Linked DNA regions of Mus musculus: region 1 is linked to region 2. The links are chromatin contacts, called in public Hi-C maps. All regions are on one chromosome and are shown on one strand. Each heading gives the region's core, a stretch centred on a gene start, on an enhancer-like site or on the middle of the called end of the contact. The rest is flanking DNA. Distances are from core to core; before and after follow the strand shown. Region 1 has its middle 6.0 kb from the start of Gm40515. Region 2 overlaps Sorl1 (sortilin-related receptor, LDLR class A repeats-containing).

Region 1 (7,087 bases), core at 690-3,189, 140 kb before region 2:
TGTTGTAGATTTTAGGAAGTTTTAAAATTTGTTTTTGTTTTGTTTTTTTCGAGACAGGGTTTTTCTGTGTGGCCTGGCTTTTCTGGAACTCGCTCTGTAGACCAGGCTGACCTCCTCCTCAGAGATCCTCCAGCCTCTGCCTCCCAAAAGGAGGGATTAGACGCATGCTCCACCACTGCCTGGTGATTTTAGGCAATGTTTAATGACTATTCATGAAGGGATAGCATATTCATGGGGCAAGGTAACCCTTTTTCTCCCTTTTAGTTTTTGTTTATTTGTTTGTTATGTATTTTATATATAAATAGATGTTATACATATTCCACCTATACTCACAAGAAGGGGACGATGTTAAAAGCACAGTACAGTGGCATAATGTCAGCTCTTTTGAGAATTCAGACCCTTCACAAGTGTAGACATTGGGTTCGGGGCAGGGTATATCCTGGTGTCTTACGCCTGATAGACTCAGCACAGCCTCACACTTCTAAGATGGGAAACTATGCAGAGATAGAGTCTGCCTCTCAGGAGACAGCTGTAGTCCAAGATTGGGTTTCAATCCTTGGTTACCTCAGTGCTGGTAGGGGAGATACCTGTCTACAATTTTTTAATTGTTTTTTTTTATGTGCACAGATGTCTTGCCTGTGTGTCTGTCTGCACACCGTGCACATGCAGTGCTCAAGGATGCCAAACAGGCATCATGACCCCTGCATCTGTAGTTTCAGACAGTTGTGAGCCTCTATGAGTGCTGGGAATTAACTGTGTCCACTGCAAGGACAACCAGTGCTCTTAAATGCTGAGTTCTCTCCAGCCCCTATGTCCAGTTTTTATAAGAAACTGTCAACTGGATTCCTGAGCAGTTGTATCATCCTATAGTCCCACTACCAATGTGAGAATTCTGCTTTCCCCACAGTCTTACTAACAATATTGCCAATCTTTATTCTCAAGGCATTAGTGTGGATCAATTTACATTTTTCAACGACTAATACAGGTAAACACCTCAAAAAAAAAACAGATTACTACATCTTTTCCTATATGTTCAAGTCTTTTGGCCTTTTAAAAACCAAATTGTTAGTGGTGGTGGTAATTGTAGTAGTAGTTGCTAGAGTCTTATCTAAATCTCCCCAAATGTTCTGGATTCTCAGTGTAGACCAGGCTGACCTTGAACTTGTGTCAGTTCTGCCTCCTGAGTGCTGGAATTACATCTGTGTTCTAGCCAGGCCTTCTATTGCTGTGAATAAAGACCCAAACATCACCGAGGGAGGTCAGGGCTGGAACCTGGAGACAGGAACTGCTGCAGAGGCGGTGGAGGACCACTGCTTGCTGGCTTGCTCCTCCCAGCTTATTCAAAAACTGCCTTCTAGAACCCAGGACCACCAGCCCAGGGGCAGCACCCCCCCACAGTGAGCTGGCCCCCTCGCCCATCAATCGTCAAGAAAATGCATCACAGACCAGTCTAATGGGGGCATTTCCTCAACTGGTGCCCCGTGTCCCAAAAGTATCCTAGCTTGTGTCAAATTGACAGAAATCTAGCCAACCCACCACCCACACCCGGTTTTGCTTTCTTGATTTACAGAGTTCTGTATGTAGTGACACAAACGTTTCTATGTACCTGTTAAAAGATCTACTCCAAGGTGGCTTGTCTTTTCATTGCCTTGATAATGTGTCTTAAGGAAAAATCTTGAATTGAGGTTAATAGCAACAGAACACTTCTGTCTCTCGGGACTGCATTTCCTGTCTTTTTAACGCATCTTCACCATCCCCAGCCTGTGAGCTGTGGTTTTGTTGTTGTTCTGGTGGTGTGGGGGGCGGGGTGTTCACCTTTTGGACAGGATCTCACTGTGTAGCTCCCCCTTTCTTTTCTTCTTTCCTTTCCCATGTGGTTCAAAGTTCACCAGGTCTGACAGCTATGACTAAGGCGAGGTGTGTCCTCTGTGTTTGGGTGTGACTGACTTGTAATGGTTCGGTCCCAGACCTTTCAGTCCACGATCACAAGGCTCTTTCTGGGTGTGGTCAGGGGGAAAGATCAGCCAGGAGCCTATGTGGGGCAAAACCACTCCCCTCACACTGGCCTAAAAGCATAGAGCCAAGTTAGTCTTTTAAGAGAGGAATTTTTTTTTTTTTTTTTTTTTTTGGTTGGTTGGTTGGTTGGTTTTTGAGACAGGGTTTCTCTGTGTAGTCCTGGCTGTCCTGAAACTCACTTTGTAGACCAGGCTGGCCTCGAACCCAGAAATCCGTCTGCCTCTGCCTCCCAAGTGCTGGGTTTAAAGGGGTGTACCACCACCGCCCGGCTAAGAGGAAACTTTTTAAGTTGTCGATTGTTTTCTTCAGATTCAATGCATTCTTTTTCAAAGATTTTGTTCCTTTTGCGGTTTGGTTTGTTTTCTTTTTGTTTAATGTATAGACTTTTTTGCCACGAATTGTTTAAACAGTCCCCTCGTCACATATAAGATGTGCAGTTGTAGTTCCTTAGCGTAGTATAATACTGAATTGTATCTTCCACTTTTCTTGCACAGTCTGAGTGGGTGTTTCTGGCATTGCTTAACCCATGTTACATTGTGCTATTTGACTGCAGCCTTGGGTCTGGGTGCTCCAAACGGGCACTTTGCACAGTGCATGTCCATGCTGCGAGCACCTGCAAACACGCCTGAACACCTCAGTTCAGCTTCTAGCCCACTGTGTCTTAGAACCACATTGCTTACAGTGCATGCGAAGTCTCCTCTACGTATGATGGTCTATGGATAGCGAGAACTTTGGTTGTTTTGCTGCTGTCACTACTCAGCATGTGAATATCAAACTAGTACATCTTCCAGTTGGAGTGTGCCAAAATGCTTGATTTCAAAACTTGCTGTTTAGTATGATGATCTCAGTGTCATAAAAATTGTGAAAAAAAAATTTGGTCTTGGGATTAGAACAGAATTGCTAACAATTTCTGAAATAGTCCTAAATATACTTGTAACATGTATTTATGCAAAGCAGCGCTCTCAGAGTTGATGAGTATAACATCAAACTCAGGGCTGGAGAAAAGGCTCAATGGTGGCGTGCTTACTGCTCTTCCAGAGAACACAGGTTTGTCTCGCAGCATCCAGGCTGGATGGCTCACACCTACCTGTAACTCCAGCTTCAGGGACTCTGACACTGTCTTCAGACCTCCACAAGCACCTGCACATATGTAGCAGACACTCCCACAGACACACACTATTGCACATAAATAAACCCTGTACATAAAAGCGAAGTATCAGTCAGCTTGGGAAAGCATCAAAGATGCTCCCAGGATCAAATTTTTAGCCTGGATTTAATTATTCATGGACAAATAAGTGCATTTGTGTCATTAGTATAAACACTTGATTTCTTCTTCAATAAATAATAAAATTCTAAGCCAATTGTTCTAAACCAACTATTGTCTTAAGTGAATTTCTGTATCATTTATTGTCATTCGATACTTGGTTTTCCTGTCTGTTTTTTATACCTGTACACTCTAGGCCACATAAGAATTTCTGTGGTGGAAAGAGGCTACAAGCTGAGAAGCGTAAGAGGTCCTGACTTAGTTCCCATCCTAAAGTGAAGTCAATGCTCTAAACACTATCAAGAAATTTCCAGAGATCTGCAATGCCCCCACCTCCTCCAGCCCCCGGCAATTCCCAATCCTTCTGAGAACCCACACTCATCTCTGGAGTAAAACATTCAAGATCCTGTTCAGGAGGCCAGACCAGGCCCTCTGCTGCCGCACTGAGAAAGAAAACTCCCACTATCAGACTTTAACAAGTGTCCAGGATCTTGGAACTTGGGCAGTAGAGGCAGGAAAATCAGAAGTCTAAGTCATCCTTGGTTACATAAGGAGTTTAGGGTTTCCCTGATAGATGTGAGATCCTGTCTCAAATTAAGACACCAAAACCAGCTAACATTCCATATACAGTACGGCAGGGACACAATGGACTACGGTCCCAACTTCAGGACTCACTGACTTTTCTTAGTGGCTTGCCATTGGCCTCATCAATGTTCTCCCCCACCCCCACCCCCACCCCCGATTATTTTACCCTTCAGTTGCTCCTTTCCCTCATTGCTGCTTAAAATGGGAGGCTCAGATCCTAGATTTTAATCTTTTGCCTTGGTAAATATAGCCATCTGATGCAATGAAGTTCCCTCCGGGGACTGCTGTGGCTGTAGCTCCTGACTTGTTACTGATGTGAGAACTTCCCATCTCAGTGGGGTTTCTGAGCCACAGCTATGGCTCCCACAACAGCTTTCCTGGTTAGTTTCAGGCTTGGTGGTGTCCTGTGAGGCTTAGAAGGAAGTGTGACAGTGGCCTTCTTTAGACCTGGGGAAGAGAAAACTGTTCAGCTGTTGCCTCATAACTTGGCTGGCCCAAGGCAGCCGCTGGCTCACAGCACCTGCATTTCCTGTCTGATCCTCTTCAGCTTCTACAAATTCTAGGCCTGCACCGTGGGTGATCCATAATGAGTGGCACGCATATATATGTATACATGCACACACATACATATATACGTACACACACGCACACAGAGATATATACACATATGCACACAGTTTTTAAGATCACCTATAGATGACTTTAAAGTGCCTATAGAAAAGCCTTTAGAGGAACAAACACATATTGTATATTATAGTTTAATGGAAACAAAGAGACAGACTTAGTTGATTGTCCCTTCTGGAGCTGTAAGCCTCAAATAAACCCGCTTATAAGTTGCCTTGGTCACAGTGTTTTACTATAGCAATAGAAACCCTGACTAAAACGGTTTGGAAGGGTAAAATTTTTTTAACTGGATAACATAATCAGACAAATGTATACAAAACTGGGGATGTTGCTCACTCCTTTCCAGCACCGAGAAGGTTCCACTAAAGGAACAGTGTTTGGAGATAACACTGTTTAGCCATAGGAGACATAGCATAAAGTTGACATGATATTGGTTCCGCTCATGGTTAGGGACTGAGCATCTTCAACACTGCTTATAACTCCCCTATCAAATGCCCTTTTTGTGTGATGGTATATCAGGACACATGGACTTAATGAAAAGAGGAAGCACCCATGTCTTCTGATGTCAGCCCCAGTAAGCAGCTGCCCTTGTGCTCCATATTTAATCTGCTAACCAAGATGATTGTGCCTTTTAAAAGTTAAGTTAAACTCGTCTTAGGGAATGCTAGTCTTCAAACTCTGTTCAACTCCAAGCCTCTCTTCTTCGTGTGAAAATCCCTGTGACTCAGGCCTGGGGGTGGATTTCTAGCATCTCCATCCCTCTTTAAAGGTCTTTTATGGAGCCCCATCCCGGGAAATCCATGTGGGACACTGGTGTTGCAAGGCTGATCTTCTGTTGGCAGAGGCATGAATAATGTGAAGAGAGCAAGTCTGTTCCTCGGTCTGACATGCTGAGTTCAGGAGTCAGAATGGGAGATGCTGGGAGGCTCAGTTCCTGTTAGAGAAACTATGATGGTCCATAGCTATCATCAACCCTATGGGCTCTAAAACCACCTAGGGCGCAAGCTGCTGAGCATGCCTGTGAGGGAGTGTCTAGATTACGTTGGCTGAGGTAGAAAGACTCACCTAAGTTGGCTATGCCATTCCATAGCCTGGGGTCTGGGGCAAATAGGTAGAAAATGATCCAAGCATAGCATTCATGGCTCTCTGCTTCCTGACTGTGGATATCATGTGACCAGCCAGCATCCCGTTCATGCATCCATATCTGACTACTACCAAGTCTCCCCAGCCATGATGGAATGAGCTCCTTGAACTGAAGGCAGAATAAAATATTCTTCTCTTCAGTTGCTACTTGGTTACAGCAGTGGTACAAGTCACGGAATACAATGACTGTGCCAGTGAAATGACTGTGACTAATAGCTGTGCTCCTGTTGTGAGCTTGGCCTGCAGTGCTGTGGCTGTGGGCAAAGCAATCCCTACTGAGTAAGCTCACTGAGTGGCTATGACAATCCTTTGATGATTCTATTCCAAGTTCTTTGCTATAGGAAGCTAAGGAGTCTCCCAGGCTCCTGGGTTAGTACCTATCTGGCTGAGACGTTCCCACTACTTATAGAAAGTCTAGCATTCACATACTTGAATAGTATGGTGGTTTGTATATGCTTGGCCAGAGAGTGGCACTATTAGGAGGTGTGGTCTTATTAGAGTAGATGTGGTCTTATTGGAGAAAGTGTGTCACTCTGGGGATGGGCTCTGAGACCCTCCTCCTAGCCACGTGGGAGCCAGTCTTCTCCTGTCTGCCTCTGGATCAAGATGTAGAACTTTTGACTCCTCTAACCCCACATCTGCCTGGATGCTGCCATGGACTGAACCTTGGAACCTGTAAGCCAGCCCCAATTAAATGTTGTCCTTTATAAGAGTTCATGGTCATGATGTCTTTCACAGCAATGGAAAACCAAAACAGAAGTTGGAACCAGGAGTGGAGTATTGCTGTGATGGGCCTAACCATGCTTTTGTTTGGAAGATTGTGGATTTGGGGACTTTGGAAAGCAATGGAATGCTTCACATGGGACTTTATGGGCAATCCTAGTAGGAATATGGAAGACATTGGTGCTGAGGGTGATTTGAACTGTGCAGACCTGGCCCAAGTGGAGAAGGATTGCAGTATATGGCCTAGAAACTCTGAGTATTTTGGTGAAGAATGTGACTGCTTGTCTGAAGTGTCTACCTGAAGTTACGGTAAAGAGATTTCAATGAATTGCATTGACAAAAGAAGCCTCAGAAAAGCCCAACATAGACTTTGTCCTCTGGGTTTACTCTCATAAAGAGCTTTCTGATGAAGCATAACCAGCATAGAAAAGAAAAACACGAACTGTACCGTTCAGAGAATGAAGAGGCACCCGGAAATGGAATGAAGCCGAGTCCTATGTTCAAAGAGATAAACAGATTAGGAGAGTGGTGACCTCAGGGCAAGATCACACCCTGCTAAGCTTATTGTTTATGCTTTTGCAGTTGAACAAGGAACTTGGTTATTGTTTTCATTTGGATTTTTTTGCTTTTTGTTTTTTGTTTTTTTGTTTTGTTTTGTTTTTTAAGACAGGGTTTCTCTGTGTAGCCCTGGCTGTCCTGGAGCTCACTTTGTAGATCAGGCTGGCCTCGAAC
Region 2 (7,835 bases), core at 1,174-3,673:
GCATCACATAGAGTCTTCATTAACAACCATGCCAGCTCCCCGGCAAAGACCATGCTGATTTCTCTTTAGCCCACCAACACAGTGTTTTCTTCGCTTCTCACTACCTGGAAGCAAGAGAACAGACCAGACTCATCATCTCCCAAATGAGCTAGAGACTTTTATGTGTTTTCTAAATGCTCATTCATGGGTTACCTTCCGAGGGCCTCCGAATGGAGGAGTTTGCAGGGCTTCTGATCTTAGGCAGCAGATCTCTTGATCTCTGTTTTTTAACCAGGTGAATTCTGGGATACTGATCCTGGGCCCCATGGCTTCCAGGGTTTTGCTTATGGACCAGGCAACCTCTGATTTTGAAGCCAGAGTGAGTAACCTCTAGAGGTCTGAGCCTAAAGGAGTTACCTCCAGCGCTTTCATCCTAGACCAGGTGGCTTCTTGGGGTTCTCTTAAACCCCTCGCCTGTGAGCCTACCAGAGGTCTGACAGGCCTTTAGATTTAGTTTGTCATCTAAGATGGAGTTTTATTCAGAGATCCCTATAGCATGCAATCACATCCCCGCCCCCCCCCAAGCAGAGGCACTCGGCTCCTCCCTGTTGCCGTTACAGGCCCCAATTAATTGCATCTCATTTATCAGGCTCCGGCTATGCCCTGTGCGCCAGAGACAAGAGAAGGAAGGTTGTTCACAGCCCGGGGTTATGGTTATGACTGACTACACATCAAGGTTATGTTCCTGGAAAAGTCACACTCCCACCTTCTCCCGCCCACTGGCAGACCGGTGTCTCCTAGATCAGCCTGTGGAACTAAGTGGGAGAGGCTGGTGGAACCAGTCTGCAAGCCTGCAGCTGCTGTAGAGGGCAGGTGATCCGGAGAGCTGGCAGTGGAGCCGGGCAAAGGACCCAAACACACTAGAAATCACCAAGGGGATCAAGCCACAGGAATCTGTGCGTTCTCCATGCTGTGGGCTGCCCTGGGGGCTGTTGGCTTCTCGGTCACAGTCCCCTGGGGACTGCATCCTGCCTTTTCCTGTAGTTCGGCTATGGACAGGAGGAAAATAGACTGCATGTCATGATCTTAATAAAATTTATGGTGTGCTGACCTTCCTCTCCTGGCTCCCTTGACTGTCCTTGGGGTGCATCGATTCCTGCTACTGATTTGGGTCCTGTGCTTTGGGCGTGGGGGGATGGGCACCTGGGCTGCCTTGAAGATTAGTGGTGACTCACCAGGGAGGTATTCTCATGACTGGATATGCTTGACATCTCTGCCAAGGCAAGGAACTGAACTGTTTGTGTGAGTGCCTGGTGACCCTTGGACAAGCCTTTGCTTGTCAGGGAGCCTTCTCTTTCACCTTGCTGGGCTGCCCTTTTCCAGTCTGCTCTTAGGGATAAAGGGGACATCAGATAGAAAAGGCTTTAAAAAAAAAAGTTCCACTGAGTTTGCTCTTCCCCTCAGAGGCTCTCTTTATAAGAATACCCTGGAATATTTTGATGCCTCTCTTTTGTGCCCATTTTATCCCTCACCCCTTAGGATCAGTTAACGAAACCTATGCTCTCTGCTACAAAGACCCCAGCAAGTGTTGTCAGACCTCCTCCCCACTCTGATCCTGTAACACTTTGTAGCCTGTTCAACGTGTCCTCTGATTGTTAACCTGCCAGAGGGAGGGCTTCGCCCACTTTTGAGGATGGCCAGGTTGAGTACAGGTGGGCCTTTTTATCTCTGACCTCTGGTGAACTTCCGGTGATTCCCCTAGGTTCCTAACCCCTTTCTGAGTGTCATTTACATAGGTGTCTTGTTTGTTCCTAGGGTGCAGATGGTTTTGTAGGCGAGAGAGGGTTTTAGCCCGAGTGTCTGAGGTGTCTGTGTTGGTGGGCTTCTGATCCAGCAGTATTCCCAGTTTCTTCCTGGAAGCCTAGGTTGGAAGGGAGGGGAAGGGAAAGAAAGTAACAGTAAAGTTTGACTCTTGGGGGCAGGAGGAGGTGGGGGAGTCCCTTAGCTGGTTTTATTATTATTTTTTTTGAGTTAAATAATTTATTTGTTTTTGATTTGCATGTTTCTGTTGATGCTTGCCTGGACTTATCTACTGGTAATGAGATGTATACATATATATATATATTATCATCTCTTTTTATTTGAAGCCGTCTCTCTTCAGGTAGTTTTTAGTGTTTGGTTCTTGGATCAAATTAGATGCAGGTGCCTCAAATCCAAAGCAGGGCCTTTGCAGGTTAGTTAGCTTCTTGGTGGGGCTGGCTGCCAAGTTTGTGGCCCAGGTGTTTTTCTTCTCCCTTGTGACATCTGAGAGCACCCCTACGGAGTGGGTGGGGAGATACAAGGGTGGAGGAAGAAGGGAAAGGAAGAGGGTGGAGCTGTGAAGAGGGGCAGGTTTTCTGCCAGAGCTCTGCAGAAAGAAGTGTGGGCCCACTCAACTTGAACTTTTCCTTAGTTCTAGAGTGGTGCTAGGGCCGGGCAGGTGAGCTCTCTGGCTTCAGAGGCAGGCTCTGAGTCCCTAAAGCTCCGCCTCCAAGCCTGTGGGTTTGAGATGACTCAGGAGGCTGGCAGCAGACAAGGCTTATTTCAGACAACTCTGCAGGAGCTCTGGGTTTGGGGAGGCCTTGTTCAGCTTCTCAGTGATGCACCAGAGCTTGTCGGTGTCCCCACAGGTTGAGTAGAGCTCAAGTGTTCTGGAAAGTGAGTCATCTTGGAGCTGATGTCTGTCAGTGCATGGCAACTAAGTCGAGAACACGTGTGCTCAGAGTGGTAGCCACAGCCACAATAGGGAAAGGAGAAAAGGCCACACAGCTAGGCCCATGAGGCAAGATCGAGCTGAAGGAACAAAGGGCTCTTTATTCCCCTTATAGCCTTCCTCAGTTTCTACAGACAGACGCTGAAAGCTTTCTAGCGTCAGGATAGCTCTCAATTCTAATCAGTTCAGAGGGAGTGTTCCTGGATCAGCGGCAGGCCTATCAATCAGGAACCCAGGATCTTTCTACCCTGTTTCTCTGCTTGCATCTGGGCCATTAGGATCCGGAGTTGCCACCTGTGGATGGGGGAAGAAAACAGAATTGTGCATGGTCCAGGGTAGAGTGGTCCTATGGATCATCTCTTAAAGTCTTCTGTCTAGAACTCTGTTCCTGGGATACACCTTTGCTGTCTCAGGCTGGAGAAGAAGAGTCTATGGTGACTTCAGAAAGTATATCAAGAGAGTAGGTGGTCAAGCTGCGACATGGTGGCTTAGCCACAGAAATGGCTACCTAGTCCTTGGTTGGTTGGCTTATATATTCTTTTTTTAATTTTGCTGGTTTACAAAATTGCAAGTCTGGGGACTTCTGTTAGCAGTAATCTAAAAGGCTACTTTTGTTCAGATCTGAGAAAGGTTTCCTCATTTGAGACATTAAAAGGGAAATAAATGTGACACATTGTTATCTCTCTTAGCACTGAGGCAGGAGGATCATGATCACTAAGGCTACCTAATGAGACCCTGTCTTAAACAAATAACAAGGAAAAGTAGAGAGACTGCATAAGGCAGCCTTCCTTTCGCCTCTCATGCTTAGCTGACGTGGAGCAGTGATGTCTCCCTGCCACGAAACACTGGTTTAGCATGAAGCTCAAAAAGCATGTGACCTTTTGGCCTGTGAAATTTTGAAAAATACTTTAAGTTGTTTTTTAATTGGCATACCACTGGCCCGTGTTCCCGAGGTACAGTGTGAAGATGTTTCAGGGGGTGTGCGATAGAGATAACTGGTACATTCAGGGAACGGTTGGGGAACTAAGAGACAGACACCCCAGTCAGAGTCAGCGGGGAGACTACTTAAAATCTCCTTCATTTTTGAATACAATTAGCCGGGCGTGGTGGCTTGTTGCCAATGATAGCCATCCTACCATGCTGCAGACCATCTGGTTTTTCCTGCTGATGGGTGAGATGGCTCAGGAGGTAAAGGTGCTTGTGGCCAAGACAGATAACCTAAATTCAATTCCAGGAACCATGTGGTTGAAGGGAGAGGCCTGACTCCAAGGAAGTTGTCCTGTTCTCTGAGCTCCACACATGCTCTGTAGTGCGTTCATGCGTGTGTGTGCGTGTGCGCGTGTGTGTGTGTGTGTGTGTGTGTGTGCACGTGCTTGCTAAATATGTGTAAATGTAAATTTTAAAAAAGACCAGCTATTCCTTCCATTCATTGCCCATCCTTAACTAGCTAGCCCTCTCCCATCCCACGATTTCAAGCCTATGGAGAATTTCGTTTTGAACAAACAGGACATTTCAGTGATTCGTTTACAGTTTTACAGGTGCACATCACACACACAGAGTAAAGATCAGCGTAGCTGGGGACTGACGTCAACAACGATAAAACAAAGCAAGTAGTCCCTTGGGTAGTGCTATCCTGGGAAGATTTTCTGCAGTCTGGTTAAATGCACAGGGTCACCGATTACAAAAGGGGTTGGTGTTTCTTCCTGAGGAAGGTGCTAATGGTAGAACTTGCAGGGCAGTGAGAAGCGTCTGCCCTGACCCCCACACTTCCCATCTCAGAGTCTGAGTGACAGAGGAGGACTAAGAGACCTGATTTGGAATGTGTGTGGCTGTCGGTCACTGTGGGTCTTGATTTCCTTTTGGTCTCTTTCAGGTCAGTCTGAATGACTCCCACAATCAGATGGTGGTGCACTGGGCCGGAGAGAAAAGCAACGTGATCGTGGCATTAGCCCGAGACAGCCTGGCGTTGGCAAGGCCCAAGAGCAGTGATGTAAGTATCTGTGTGGCTCTGGGTCCTCCTGGTGACATGCCCTTTCTGATCTAATAGGTTGTCATGTCAGAAAAAAAAATAGTGGGTAGTTAGGGATGGATGGTAAGGACTATACATCAGTGAAGAGATATGGAAAGTAATGCGTGCATCCCTCGTGTACTGCACACAGAGTGGAGGCATCCAAGGAGATGTGTGCAGTGTAGGGTGACTTTGTGACGTCATAGGTAGTCTGCCTTGATAGGTCTAAAGCTCACAGGTGGTCTGCACTCATAGCTCCACTAAGTGCCAAAGAGCACTCTAGTGCTGAGTTGACTTGGAGCTGGTCCAGATCAAGTTAAACTGTTTTTGTTTTGTTTTTTTTCCATATGCCAACAAGATTGATGAGCTATTGACAGATGATGTCTGTTTCTTCTTTACTCATCATATACTATCCCTTTATCTGCATGTATATCCATGCTCTCTATATATCTCCTATGGATCTGTCTGTCAGTCATCTATCTTGTATCATCTATCTCTCTATCTTCTATCATCCTATCTATCTATCTATCTATCTATCTATCTATCTATCATCTATCAAGTTTGTTTGTTTGTTTTGTTACAGGGTCTCACTCTCTAGCATACTCCATAGCTTCTTTGGCTGTCTTGTGGCTGGCCTTGAACTTTGCAGTCCTCCAGCCTCAGCCTTTCTAGTGCTGGGTTGCTGAGCCGGAGCCACCATGTCTGCCTGACACAAATTCTCTTAATTTCTAATTTCCACTGTTTCTGTTGATGATGATGATGTTTTGGTTAGATGATTTGAAGAAATAAAAACAAGTTTACAAGCTGAGAAGCCTGCGCACGAGCCCCAGATCCAGGATGGGGCCAGAAAGCTACCTCCAAGGGTGTTTGTTTGTTTGTTTTTGTTTTTTTCTGAGACAGGGCCTCACTATGCAGCCCTGGTTAGTCTGCAGCTTTCTATGCAGACCAGGCTTGCCTTGGATAGGCCATTTCTGCACCTTTAAAAGGAGACACAGGCTCAAGAAACATTGTCTGTCTCTTGATTTCAGTGTGGTGTCTGGTGCTTGGTGAGTGGTAGAGAGAGAGGCATTAAGAAGCAGCAGAAACACTTCTCAGGGCCGTGCTGAAACAGGTCTTAGGATGTGGGAGCCATGCAGGTTACTGGCCCAGTACAGCCAGATCTGATTTTTCAGCACAAGGCCATATAGGTCATTGGTTTTATTCTCTGGTATTGAGGATGGAATCTAGGGGCTAGCACATGCTAGGCAACCTCTCTGCCACTGAGCTTTCAACCCCAGTCCAGAAGTCTTTTTTTTTTTTTTTTTTTTTTTTTTTTTGTGAAAAACTGCTAAGTCTTACCAGTAGGCAGATAAAGTATATTACCTAGGCCAAGTAAAAACGTAGGGTCAGAGCTGGTCTTTGTCTCCCAAGTCTACGGTCCAGGCTTCTCCTTGTGGGCAAAGCAATTGCTCTGCTTTTGGGTGGCTGTCTACCTTCTTCACAAGGGTGACCTTGTACATAGAACATGCTGTAGACCTTCCATTGTATGCATTCTGGCCAGAGCTTTCTATACTCTTGCTTTAAAGGTGCTTTTGTGATTCGTGGGTGTGCGTTTGGGGTCTGAGAGCTCCCTGTCTGTGTACCTGCTGTCTGGGTTGGGTGTATTCAGAGTTAGTCTCAGGATGTTTTCTAGAGAAGTTGATTAGGGTGGCCACAGTCAGGGATGCTTACAGAAGGGCTGCCTATCAGCTGCAGGCTGCCTAGAGAGCATTCTGAGCCATGGAGTGTGAGATAATGCAGATAATGGCTAGTCTGGGTGTTTTGCTCTTGACAAGGCTGGGCTTGTTTCGGGCAACAACTTAGACCAATTTATAAATAAATATGTTCAAGGTTTGCAAGCAGTAGCTGTGGTCACACGTGGGTGGCTGTGTATGAATGCCTGCTGGCTGGGGATGCTCTGTAGTTACCTGTGTATACATTTAGTCTAGTACCTCTTAATAGGAGCCTCTTCTAGGCACCAAAGCCAGCTCTATGCTATTCTATGTTGAGAAACCTTCAGGGTGTTTTATGCATGAAAAATAATCTCTTTCCTATAAACTATTTGTCTTTGTTTACCTATTTTAGCTGAACATATTTAAGCATTTTTTAATATTTTTGTTGGACATGCAAAGGGATTTAGGGCACAAATGAATTCACAACGGGTCATTCAACATGTCATTGGGGGAGTGGGGTGGAACATCATGAAAATGGAGGTCCTACCGTGGTCTTAGAATCACCAGAAAGACCCATTTTTTTGTGTGTGTGTGTGTGTGTGTGTGTGCCAAGCACTGAAAGGTCACATCTTAGACCCTCTCAGTCTTGAGTGAACCGGGAGTGTTTGACCACCCACATATCACTAGTCTGTCCAACTCAGCTCTTATTTTGTGGAAATGTTTATGTGTTTTGAAGAACTTATTGTCATTATTCTACAGTGACATATGAGAGAAGATTAAATGGAAAGGAAACTTAATGTCCAGAGTTAATAAGTAGAGATGGCAGAATGTTCTTCTGTCCGTGTACAAACTGCATTAAAGAGTTGGCTGCCAAAGCCGAAATGTTCGGATGTGAAAAGTTAGTGCAAAAATAAACGGTGACTCAGAGGCCGAGTCGGTGGCACTGGCAAGGGAGCATCCAAATGTTCCTTAAAGAGGACTGGAAGCATGGGTCAGAAAGGCCCCATCTGAGGGGATAGAGCTTGTGTGCAGGTAAGGCCTGCCTGAAGGGCCGAGAATGGCTGAGGTCAGGAGTACTCTGTATGTAAACAAGGCTGGGCCTGGACACTGGGATCCCAGATGGCTTACTTATAAGCAAAAGCCAAACCAAACCAAACCAAACCACCTGTCATCAGTAATCATTAGCTGAGGGTGGTCTCCTGCAAAGGTGATCTGTTCCTGCAATGAGCAGAAGAACTACAACATAGGATGCGCTTCAGCCGGCCTCTGCCCAGTTCTTTACTTTTGCTTTCTGGTGATGTGTTTCAGAAAGTACTTGTGTACTGCTGTACACAAGGTAATGATACTAGCACTCAAGGGGCTGCGACAGGGGGATTGTGAGTTCAAGCCTAACCTGGGCTACAGA

What was found. Hi-C and Micro-C count contacts between places; a contact is called where the count stands out from the background.
Region 1: a contact with region 2 is called in a Hi-C map of regulatory T cells, with 2.2 times the contacts expected there. The contact joins two enhancer-like sites. A contact is called at or near these places in 6 of 39 promoter capture datasets (the 3T3-L1 cell line, embryonic stem cells, frontonasal cranial neural crest and 3 more), 9 of 484 Hi-C or Micro-C datasets (Th2 cells, bone marrow-derived macrophages, cerebral cortex and 6 more), 8 of 115 datasets of contacts at active chromatin or transcription factors (CD8 T cells, differentiating embryonic stem cells, effector CD8 T cells and 4 more) and 1 of 9 other capture datasets (bone marrow-derived macrophages).

Annotation. Positions count from the first base shown.
Region 1 is chr9:42,244,118-42,251,204 of GRCm38.p6, reverse strand. No RefSeq gene overlaps it. Among named protein-coding and RNA genes, the nearest start is that of Gm40515, 6.0 kb to the right of the region's middle. Within about 2 kb of position 1,939, at least 48 of the 459 cell types and tissues checked have an H3K27ac peak or open chromatin away from gene starts, as enhancers often do. A contact at or near this core is called in CD8 T cells, Th2 cells, effector CD8 T cells and 1 more, where this site is marked.
Region 2 is chr9:42,103,314-42,111,148 of GRCm38.p6, reverse strand. It overlaps Sorl1 (sortilin-related receptor, LDLR class A repeats-containing), which reads left to right. Exons shown (of 48, transcript NM_011436.4): 2 at 4,605-4,721. Among named protein-coding and RNA genes, the nearest start is that of Sorl1, 17 kb to the left of the region's middle. Within about 2 kb of position 2,423, at least 174 of the 459 cell types and tissues checked have an H3K27ac peak or open chromatin away from gene starts, as enhancers often do. A contact at or near this core is called in CD8 T cells, Th2 cells, effector CD8 T cells and 1 more, where this site is marked.